Linked DNA regions of Callithrix jacchus: region 2 is linked to region 1. Evidence: chromatin contacts called from public Hi-C data. All regions are on one chromosome and are shown on one strand. Each heading gives the region's core, a stretch centred on a gene start, on an enhancer-like site or on the middle of the called end of the contact. The rest is flanking DNA. Distances are from core to core; before and after follow the strand shown. Region 1 holds the start of TRABD2B (TraB domain containing 2B). Region 2 has its middle 62 kb from the start of TRABD2B.

Evidence for each region. Hi-C and Micro-C count contacts between places; a contact is called where the count stands out from the background.
Region 2: a contact with region 1 is called in a Hi-C map of induced pluripotent stem cells, with 1.6 times the contacts expected there. The contact joins the enhancer-like site here to the promoter of TRABD2B in region 1. A contact is called at or near these places in 2 of 3 Hi-C or Micro-C datasets (induced pluripotent stem cells and skeletal muscle).

Annotation. Positions count from the first base shown.
Region 1 is chr7:84,740,419-84,746,466 of calJac240_pri, reverse strand. It overlaps TRABD2B (TraB domain containing 2B), which reads left to right and starts at 2,965. Exons shown (of 7, transcript XM_035251404.3): 1 at 2,965-3,645; 2 at 5,768-6,048. The coding sequence starts at 3,544.
Region 2 is chr7:84,802,063-84,807,968 of calJac240_pri, reverse strand. No RefSeq gene overlaps it. Among named protein-coding and RNA genes, the nearest start is that of TRABD2B, 62 kb to the right of the region's middle. Within about 2 kb of position 2,783, at least 2 of the 16 cell types and tissues checked have an H3K27ac peak or open chromatin away from gene starts, as enhancers often do.

The DNA of each region.
Region 1 (6,048 bases), core at 1,716-4,215:
CAGGAAACTTTTGTTTAAAATACAGGAGGGGAAGATGTTTTAAATCCACACACATATTTACACACAGCATTATTTTAAATTGATTGAGCTCTTTCTTATCCACTCTCTGACTTGCGTCTTCTAATTCTCCAATGAGGACCTTGACCCTCCCTCCAGTGGAATTCAGTTCTCACTTCCCCTGATGCTGAGCAGCAGAGTGGTGACTTTGTAGGGAGTTTTGAGCTCCAGAAAGTGGAGGCTCTTTAAAGGACGTCTCTTGTCACAGCTGCAGTCTCAGAGCTCTGTGTGTGGGAAGCAGGGAGCTGTCCTGTGCTCTCATACACGCCATCTGGGTACTCCGGCCTGCTTGGTATCTTTCACCAAGTATGTGTGTAGCTAAGAGGGTGAGGCTGCTCCAGACACCCAGGAAGTTGAACCATATGAAATTGCCAACATGCATTCACTCGTGACCTACAAAACGCAATTTCATGTGGCACACGAGAGTCAGCCTACCAGTCTCTGGTGTCCCCTTACTCCCAATTGCCCAGATCTTGTGCTCTGGAAAACCTTTCTGCCCCTCCAGCCCTGCTTCATCTTCCTCACTCAACCTTTGAGGCCCACTGGTCTCCCTGCCTCCAATTTGCCCTCTCCAATTCATGTCCTGGATGAGCACAGATCTACTCCTGTCACCTTAAACTTCAAATCTTGCAATGACTTCTTATCACCTGGTACATAGAATGGATGGATTCCACAGCCTGGCCAGAAACACAACTTCAGCTGCTGCCACTTGCTTTTCCCTGCAGCCATGGGTAACTGCTTGCAGGCCCCTGCAGGTGTGCTCTTACACCGCAGTGCCTTGGCACCTGGTCTTCCTCCACTTGGAAGGCATGTGCACCTCCTTCATTCAGCTACCTCTGACTTATTTTTCAAGACCATCTCCCAGGAGTCTTCCCTGGGCCTCTGGGCTGTGTCAGGAGCTCTTCCTCTCTGCTTTCATTTCCTTGTGCTTCTTTCTCTCCTGGCCCTCATCATCTGTATTTTAATGGCCTCTTTGCATATCTGTCCCTGTCTGTCTCCTTCTCTAGGCCGTGGGCTCCTGACAGTATCATCTAACTCATCGTCAGTTTCTATTTTCTGGATAGGAAAAGACGGCAAACTTTTTTAACAGAACCAAGCAGGGGTGCCTGCGCTTCCCTTTCTTCATTTGCTGGAAACGGTTCAAAAGCTTAGAGCTTTCCCCCTGGCCTTCTCTAAGTCTCGTTTGCCTCTTGAGGATGAGAAGGTTGGTTTAAGGGTCTTTTAATTCTTGGGGTCACTGGTCATCAGAGAGATGCAAATCAAAACCACACTGAGATACCATCTCACGCCACTTAGAATGGCGATCATTAAAAAATCTGGAGACAACAGATGCTGGAGAGGATGTGGAGAAAAAGGAACACTTTTACACTGTTGGTGGGAGTGTAAATTAGTTCAACCATTGTGGAAGACAGTGTGGCGATTCCTCAAGGCCTTAGAAATAGAAATTCCATTTGACCCAGCAATCCCATTACTGGGTATATATCCAAAAGACTATAAATCGTTCTACTATAAGGACACATGTACACGAATGTTCATTGCAGCACTGTTTACAATAGCAAAGACCTGGAATCAACCCAAATGCCCATTGATAATAGACTGGATTGGAAAAATGTGGCACATATACACCATGGAATATTATGCAGCAATCAGAAATGATGAGTTTGTGTCGTTTGTAGGGACATGAATGAATCTGGAGAACATTATCCTCAGCAAACTGACACAAGAACAGAAAATGAAACACCGCATATTCTCACTCATAGGCGGGTGATGAAAAATGAGAACACATGGACACAGAAAGGGGAGTACTAAACACTGGGGTCTATTGGGGGGAAAAGGGGAGGGCCAGTGGGAGGGGGAGGTGGGGGGGGATAGCCTGGGGAGAAATGCCAAATGTGGGTGAAGGGGAGAAGCAAAGCAAAGCACACTGCCATGTGCGTACCTACGCAACTGTCTTGCATGCTCTGCTCATGTACCCCCAAACCTAAAATCCAATAAAAAATTAAAAAAAAAAAAAAAAGAAACTGGTATATCAATCCTCACTCTTCCAGAGACAGACACAGGGATCCTGCGTGGGTCCAAGAACATAGATAAGAAGGGATTACTTAAATGGAAGATTGCAAGGAATTTTGAGGATGATTATTTTGTTTTCTTTCCTTTTTTCTTTTTCTTTTCTTTTTTCTTTTTCTTTTCTTTTTTTTTTTTTAATTCAGTTGGTGTTTGCAGAGTACCTACCAAGCGCATGCCTGCGCTAGGGGTGACACAAGGTATACACCACCGCTTTCTGAATGTTCTGTGATTGCTATCTCCTCAGCCCCACTCCGGTCCCTCTGAGCACTGTTCGCTCTTGCCAGGATCCGCGGGACGGATGCGTTGGGCGAGGCCAGTCCACATTCCCAAATCTGTCCCTGTCACCCGGTCCGTATCTGCCGCTGAGCCCGCGGAGGTTGGCCGAGCCGGGTCTCAGCCCGGGCGCCCTCTGGCGGCCGCACGAGGAAGCTGCGGCCCGGTGGCGCCCGGCGAAGGGAAGGGGGAGGGTTGGGGGAGGAGGAGGCGCGGGCAGGGGAGGAGAGGAAAAAGTTGCGCTGGGAAGTTTGGAAAGTTGGGAAGTGGCTGCTGCGGGCTTCGCCTCCCTCCGCGCGCGTGTGTGAGGGAGCGAGCGAGCGAGCGAGCAAGAGAGGAGCGAGCGAGCGCCTGCCATGCCCATCAGACCCCGCCTCGCCGCGCCCGGGCGCGGAGCTGGCCCCGACTCCCAGTCGCCCGGCCCGGCCCGGCCCGGCCCGGCGCGGCCCCGGCCCCCCGCCCCCTGCACCCCGCGCCAGGTCCTCCCCTCCCCCGCCCCAGCGGCCCCAGCCCCCCGCCCGGCCCGGCTCCGCGCCGCTCTCCCGCCCTCCTCTCTCCCTCCCTCCCAGCCGCGGAGCAGCATGGCGGAGCCCGGGCAGCGGCCGCGCGGCCGCCCGCCGCCCCTCTGAGCCGGGCTTGGGGGCAGCCGGGCGCCCCAGAGCCTCCCCCAACCCCTGCCGCGCCCTCCGTCGCACTTGTCCCACTGCGCGCCCCGTGGAGCACCGCGCACCCCTGGGACCCTTTCGCGCCCTGGGTGCCCAGCATAACCCCGGGACCCGAGCGCACCCTGGGCTCTCGGTTCTGCCCTAGGAACCCCGCGCGCCCCTAGACCCCGACGCAGCTCCGGGACACCGCGCGCCCCAGGACCCCAACACGCCCTCAGCACCCCGGTGCTCGGCCAGCAAGGTTGAGCGCCCTGGGGAGGGGCCCAGCCCTAGAGGGTCCCCCTCTTCCAACAGACGGAGCCCCGCCCCAGAGAACCCCCCAGGTCCGACTGGGACAGTCAGCCACGCCCCAGAGGGCGCCCAGCATCCCGCGGCTGGAGTCCGGTGCTCCGGAGGAAACTCCGTTCCCAGCTGGGGGCTCCCCACCCTGCTGACGGGCGCCGCCCAGGAGAGTCCCCCGCGCCCCGCGGGCCCCGGCAGGATGCACACCGCCCTGGCGGGGCCGCTGCTCGCCGCCCTCCTCGCCACCGTTCGCGCCCGCCCGCAGCCCCCGGACGGAGGACAGTGCCGGCCGCCCGGATCGGTGAGCGAGCGCCTGCCCGGCCACTCTCCCGCCCGCCTGGGTACTCCAGCCCCGTGGGACGATGGTTTGGGTCCGGCTTCCGCACCCACCTTAGCCCACCCACTCCACCTCCACTGGCTGGGCGCAGCCTCGGGCGCCCTTCCTTCGCTCCTGCCCGTCCGGGCTCCAGCTCCGAGCCAGGAGCGAGAAGGGGCGCTCCCTCTCCTGTTCCTCTCCACACGCTGCGGCTCTCGGGCTTTCCTCTTGACTTGTGGTCCTGCCTGGATGCTTCCTCCCTCTGCGCCCCTTTTTGACTCTCCTTCCTCATTTTTTTCTCTACACTTCTGGTCTCTCTGCCCGCTTCTGATGGTGTCTTTCTAGCGTTCCTTGCCCTTTTCCTGACTTCCATCCAACAACCCTTTTGCTCTCCCATTCACACACTCTGCCCTCTCCCAGGCTTCCCTCCCTCTCCCTGCCCTCCCACTCTGACCTAAGACAAACTTTCTCCCTGCTGCTGGTTCTCACCTCCATCTCTGCAGCCCAAGTCCCCAGCACCTACTCTCCCAAGCATCCACATTTCGTTAAAAAGGGGGACGATTTCAGAGGAGAGGAAAAGGCAATGCCAGGAAGTGCTGGCCTAATATTTCCTGGGGGGTCGAATAATTACTGGTTCTCCTAATTTTCTGTCCAAAACAAAGAATCTCTTTATTTCCTTCAGTATCTTTCCCTCTAAGTGTAAATTAATGCACTGACAGTAACCCTGAATTGGAGGCCAGGAGACTAGGAAGCAGTGTCGGAGGGTCTGGCTGCTGTAGGTGTGCTGTCCTGTTAACCGGGAATTCGCTGACCTTGGGCAAGGTGCAGCTCTGGCGGCCGGCCTTGTGCACAAACAGGGAGCTCGTTGGCTGGCTGGGCTCTCAGTCTATCACCAGCATGCTGGGATTTACAGTTTTGGGTTGTTAGTAAAGTAAGGTACTGTTCTCCCACAACCCAACCATCCCAACACATACTTTTTATTTGTGCCAGAATCAGACAGAAAAATGTTATGAGTTGGTCTACAGCTTGCAAGTGGTCAGTGGGCACTCCAGGGATTTTTCTGGCTGGAAAATGGCTTTGCCTAAGAGAAATGGCAGTCGCCTTCTCATGCCCTTTACACCCAGCCCTGAATTGGATCTGGAAAAAGGACCCCTGTCTGCATGCCTCTCCTTAGCCCCTACACACACACACACACACACACACACACACACCTAAGTTGGAGCTTAGGTCATAGAAAATGACAAACAACTGGAGTTAGAGATCAGGTATACATTTTTAGGGGAGGAGCCTGGAAACTACCCAGAATATGTACATTTCTTGGGACTAATTGTAATGGAATCCTTTCCCCCCAAACCAGATTCTGGAACTTGACTTGGGCTTGCAAGATTTTAAAGCACTTTCTCATCTATGGTCTCAGCTGGGTGAGCAAAGTAGGTGACACCCCAGACCTGCCCTCCAAAAGGAAAACTGAATTCACCCTGATGAATGGGAAGTAGCTGTTTAAATAGGTGTGCTATTTTTAATAGGTGTTCTGCTTTCAAAGTGCTCTTGGCATATATCTTATAATGGTTGGATTTAAAAGTTATACGACTTCCTCCCTTCTTGCCAGAGCAGGACTCTTGTTCCCCCTTTCCCCACTCTCCACATGAAACACCACGCGTGAAGGTTTGGCTTGGCCAAGCATGAATATCCTCAGGTGGTGTGGCAGTCCTTGGCACTCCCAGCAAATGCTAATCATGAGAGTTTCCCTTCATTGCTGACTTCCGCTGTGTCTGGCATTGGTCTGAGGGCTTAATATGCGTACATTGTATCTTTTATTCTCCCAAAAACCCATAAGGCAGTTGCTTTCACTCCCATCTTACAGACCAGGAAACCAAGCCTATGGGAAGTGAACTGATTCACTCAAGATCATATATCTAAGATAGGGCAAAGCAAGGTTTTGAATGTGGGTCTTTCAGGCTCCAAAGCCCTGGCTCTTTACCACCGCCGGCCTGTGTATAGGTCTATGCCTCCCATCCCCACCTCCCTCTGCAACATGATCAGGGCTACGCTGACCCAACTCTGTTGCCTTCAGCCTCACTGCCTTGCCTCTCCTCTACTCTTGCAGCAGAGGGACTTGAACTCCTTCCTGTGGACGATTCGGCGTGATCCCCCGGCTTACCTGTTTGGCACTATCCATGTCCCCTACACCCGCGTCTGGGACTTCATCCCCGACAACTCCAAGGCAGCCTTCCAGGCCAGTGCCCGCGTCTACTTTGAGCTGGACCTGACAGACCCCTACACCATCTCGGCCCTGGCCAGCTGCCAGCTGCTGCCGCATGGGGAAAACCTGCAGGACGTGCTGCCCCACGAGCTTTACTGGCGCTTGAAGCGCCACCTGGACTATGT
Region 2 (5,906 bases), core at 1,534-4,033, 62 kb before region 1:
CAAGGAACAGGACAACTAGGCCTTCTAAGCCAGGGCAAGGGGACTGAACTTACCCTAAAGCATTCAAGCAAGAAGGCATCAGGGTCAGAGCTGCATTTTAGGATGCCCCCTCCTCTGCTGTGTTGAAGATGTCTTTGGGGAAATGAAGAAGGCACTATCTGGGAGGCAAAAGATGGTAGTAGCCTACTTTGATCGGGTTTTAGCCACAGAGGACATCAAAAACTTTTATCTGGTCTGGAAAAGCCTCTGTGTGGGGAATTTCCTTATTATAAAAAAAAGTATGTCCTATGGTTGCCAACTTATGGCAGGGTCCCTGGATGTGGCCCATTCCACACTCCTCTGACCTAAGAAAAAGCCACAGCATTCTTTTCTCTTTTCGCATTATAGAATTCTCCATACCACTCTACCCACTTCTGCAGGTTCACATTTTCCCGTAGTGGGTTCCCCACTGCTACCAACACATGGCGGCAAAGCACTACACCTCTACAGTCCTCCGCTTTGACCTTGGATGATTGCACGTTATGTGGCCTTCCCCTTTCATCAGGTATAGATTAACTGAGCATCTACTATGTGCAGACATTTCTAGGCTCTGTAGATCTGGCCTCTACCCTCAGCACTATGGGCCCCTATGGTTAAAGCCTAAACTCCTCAGCCCAGCATTTCAGGGCCTTCTTAGATGAACCCCAGCTGACCCCACATTCTCCTTCTCTCCCTCCAGCACTCTGTACTTGTCATGCTTATTATTCTCCAAATACCCTATGCTATTTTTTCAAAATAGAAATCTTTTTATTAAAATGCTAATATACACACTCGAATTCAAATAATACCAAAGGTAGAAAATAGAAACTAAAATTTGTCCTCTCCCTTTTCCCAGCAACTACCCTGTAAATCCCAATTCCCAGAGATGAGCCCCATTAACATTTGGATAAATATCCTCCCAGATTTGTTAAAAAACTTTCCCTGCCCTCACACACCAACTTTTGCAAACTACTGTCTGTTCTTCAAGACTTGTGACACTGCCATATTCTCTCCTCTGAGAAGTTGTGTGTTTCCACAGAGACACAATGCTCACATCTGACATAGCACCTGCCACTCTCTACTAAAATCATCGGTGCACACATTGCGCCTCCATCACGTTGAGTGTGAGACTGTGACCTGAGATCATTGTCTCTGTGAGGACACAGCTGTGGCAGTCTCGATCATTGGTATAGTCACCACGCCTAGCATGTAGTAGGCCCTCAATAAGTATCTATAGAAAATATGGGTGGGTGGGTGGATGGATGGATGGATGGATGGATGGATGGATGAATCAACGGACGGACAGATGGATGGGTGGGTGGATGGATGGGTGGGTGGATGGATGGGTGGATGGGTGGGTGGGTGGATGGATGGATGGATGGATGGGTGGATGCATGGGTGGATGGGTGGGTGGATGGATGGGTGGATGGATGGGTGGATGCATGGGTGGATGGGTGGGTGGATGGATGGGTGGATGGATGGATGGGTGGATGGATGGGTGGATGGGTGGGTGGATGGGTGGCTGAGTGGGTGGGTGGGTGGGTGGATGGATGGATGGACGGACAGCAAACACGCCTGTGGGATGCTCCACAGGACACATGTATGGAGTTAGTGTTGGCAATAAGGAGTGGAAAGGACTTTAGCTGAGGGTTAAGGACCTGGATCCTGTCCTGGTTCTGCCTTCTACTTCCTATGAAGCCTCGTATAAATGCCTTGCTCTCTGTACAACCCCATGTCCTTACCTGAAACTGAATAGTGGAGTTGTGGAGTTTCCCAGCACCCTCCCCAGCAGATGCTCCACAATGCCCAGCTGGCCGTGGCCCAGCACCTCACTTTACACCTCTGTAATTACCCACCTGCATGCCTTTATTATAGAGATCGGGGTGGGGGAGGGCTTGTTAAATAAAGGGCAAAAGGAAATTGCTGACTTGCCGAAATGACATTGTTGGCATTAACGAGATTAACTTCTGAAATGAAAAGCCCACAGAAGCAAAACCAAAACAGAGAAGGAGCCATGGCTTCCGCTGGGGGCTTCGTGGTCTCCTGCTTCAGCCTGCCTGACCTCCAACCTGGCTCCCAATCTGTCCTCACTTGGGAGGTCACAGAAGGTACCTTCCTGCCTTCACACAGGACTTCATCTCAACGGTCCCAGAAACATAGTCCTGGGCACTGAGCTCCAGATCAGGACATGGGGACGCCTCAAGGAGCTTCCAGACTGTGAGAGGGGTGGGCAGGTAAATAGATACATGCAGAGCAGAGGGAAGTAGTGACTGTTGGAGCCAGACTTTGCACGGAGCCCTTCCAGCTCCAAATCTGTGTTCTTTTCCCACACATCTCTGCCATCCACACCCTTATCCTTGCCCATAAGACTTCCCTGAGCTGAATGATGAGCTATTCTCCACAAGAGCTTCTAGGAAAGGCATTTCAGGCAAAGGGAAGGGGAAGAGGCAGACACAGGAACATGGAAGAGGATGGCATGATCAGGCAATCAGGGGCAGTGCCATCTGGCACTGGGGCATGGAGGGAAGAATAGCACCTTTCCATTTGGTGTCCCTCCTGGCCACACCTCTTAAGATGAGGGATACAAGCTCTGCAGTGGCCTAGGCAGGGAACTGAAATACCACATCTCCACATTCTGCCAGAGGTGCCAATGTGTGACAGCAGAGGGAGGGAGTTGCTGCCAGACCCATGGCTGATGTGGGCTGGTACCAAGACACAAAACAGAGGCAAGAGACTGTGACAGACCCTGGCCAATACACTTTCTCAGTTTGCAATGTTTATAGTCATCAGGAGAAGCAAAGAGATACTGAGGGTGAAGGATCCAGCCCTGCTCAATGGTTCCAGACACTTCAGTGGGCAGGACAGAATGGGGACCTGATATCTGCTAACCATCCAGTCTCACAGAGAGAAGCCATCCTTATAAAAAATCCCAGAGTACATGAGAAAAATTCTTCTCCCTAGATGAACCAGGGATCTTCTCTTCCTCACCAAAAACGGTCAGCTAAATCAAATTTAAGAGGAGAGAAAGTGAGGGAAAAACATCATCTGTGCCTGGATTATTAAGTCTGTACCTCTGTAATAACCAGACACTTTACATCTACTTTCTCATTTCATTCCCAAAAGAGTCTAGAGAGAGGTATTATTTTCTCCATTTGGTAGACAAATAAACTGAGGCTCAGGGGGGCTTGCCCAAGTCCTCACAGCTAGTGACCATAAGAGCTGGACTTTGCAATGAGGCCTTTCCAGCTCCAAATCCATGTTCTCTCCCCATACATCTCCAGACCCTTGTCTTTTCCCATAAGAAGCTTACAGTCTGATTTCACTGCAGATCCAGTGGGATTTCACCAGCTTGCTAACCTGGGACTAAACGTCATGAGGACTGGAATTCTTCTGAGCTGCTGGACATGAGAACTGTCAAATGACAGGCCCAGGAGTATTTGAATCACAACTTATGTTACTAGCTCCCCTTGCCAGGAGCATTTGTGACACCCTACTTGTGAGGAATGACCATCTAAAAAACAGAATTCCAGGCACAGGACAGAGAAGATATTCTTAGGTAGGAGGCCATTCTAGCACCTGTCAAGCCTCATCCACCTGCATATGAGCCCATGCCTGGGCCTGGAGGCCACCAACACTGTCATGGGTCAGGCCTGGTCAGGTTCACTAGATGCCAGACTAGGTCACTTGGTATTAATCATTGCCAAGGGAGCAGTTAAACTGAAAGCCAGTCCATTAAAGATTAAGCTTCATCTCCATAGCCCTCAGGGAAAGGAAGCTTTGGATGGGGAAACAGGTCCTATTCCAGGAGGTCACCTACTGTGAACTTCTCCCTGGAGAGCCTATGGTGAGGAATCAAAAGGCCTGGATTCTGCTCCTGACTCCATTCTCCATCTGCCAGGGGCCTTGCACAGGGTAGTTCCCCAACTCCGAGCTCCTGTTTTTACCTTTGATGAATGGAGAAAACTTGATAAGTGGATTTGTAGAGATGCTCTAGCATGGGTTGCCTTGAGAATGGTCTATACATGTTTGACTTCCTCAGTCTATATTAGCTCTGCACCCCCAGGCTGTCTGATGCAAGTTTCACTTCCTGTTCACAATCTCTGTGGCCAAGGAAAGTTGGCAGCAAATCTCAAATTCACCGTGACCCCTGAATTGCAGCGATCAGGTCTCACTTTCTGGCTCCTTATACTGAACAGATTGCAACTGCACACTGGCCTAAGAAAAATCTGGAGGAAACTCCTGTGAGCTCACTACACCTCAAGAGTAAGAATTCCCCATTTGGTCAATTCCTAGTACTCAGGTTTAGATTATCCCATCCCAATGGGATCTGTTAAGCCAAAGCTTTGCAAATTCTGCAGATACAGGACCTTTGCAATCTTGATCCAGTACCAAAGCAATGATAAAATATGTATTGAACCAATCAATAAATGGATACAGAATCATCTCACGTCTTACCATGGTAATTTCAGGGCTCCACTGGTGGCCCCCGCAAATGGAAATGGCACCATGTGCATCCGGGTTTGCAATCAGCGATTTCTGTTAAGGTGAAATGTCTGAAGATAATAGTGGTAAACGATGATAGATTTTTAAATAGTAGGATAATAAGGTGAGGGAGAGTTTGGAGCAGACAATGAAAGCTCTCCTCCCTTTTTCTGCTGCTCTTTAACCAGGCTCTTCATGAAATTAATCTTATCATCTTTCTGTCTATAGATGGCAGCACTGACCCCTTTCACTCTCTGAGGGGGACCTTGATTGTCATTTAGATCAAGTGCTCCTCTCAAGAGCAAATTACAGGACAATGCGAGGATAGAATAACATAAACTAGCCTCAGAACAAATGTGCTTACACAGTTAAGATGTGATGCATCTGGTGAACTCACAAAACTTCCAAAGCCTCACTCCACTTACAGAATAGCCTCTTCCAGATTCTAGTAAAATACTACAGATCACCAAAAATTTTCTAAGGAACGACTGCAAAGAGGAAACTTGAGGAAGACTCCCCAGATGGCCACAGGGCCCACAGAACCCAGCTTGAAAAACTCTTGAGCAGGGGAACAGCAGACCAACCACCCAGAGACGACACAATTCTCTCCCAGGCCTGTTCCGCAGCAACCTGGAGTGTCTCACCTTGGGGTCTGTTTTCTCAGATGTTGCCCAAAACATATATGTTGAGTAATCACTCTGCACCAGGCACATTACTAAGCTAGTTTTATGCATGTATCAATTATGCCTCATGACAGGCACTTCCACCATCCCACTTTACCAAGGGGAATCAGTATATCCAAAAGGCTAACATCCCAGAATATTCAACCATCATCTTGCACAAATGGGAAAAGTGAAGAGAGCAGAAGACTGTTGCTCAATGTCACATGGCAAATTAGTGACAAGGCTAGGACACTGGTTTCCACTGTCCATTGCGCTTACCTTAGAATGAAGAGTTTATAGAGGTCATATAATGATGCAGGACTGGGGCTGTTGAAATGGGAAGAGGAGGGCAGGAATGAGGCTCTAGGTTCAGGGCACTTCCAATATCTCCTTTCAGTAGTGTACCCCACCCTCAAAGAAAGTCCTGGGAAAAGAGTCAGGAATGCCCCTTGAATCTAGTACCAGCTCTGCCCTGAAGAAGCTGTGTGGCCTTAGGCAAGTCCCTTCACTTTTCTGCACATCAAACCCTTCCCCCGCTCCGGAAAGCAAGCAGTGGTGAGTATCTAATGAGATACTGGCAAGAAAAAAGCTTTCAAAAGTATAAAAGGCTCCCTTGAAGGTGTTATTATTAATTATTATTATTATTACCATCATCATCTTTCATGGTTATTAATGACCTGTTACCTGCTAGGGATCTGTCATCCAGGAATTTCTTTAAGCCCTTCTTGAACCTGTTTATATTCG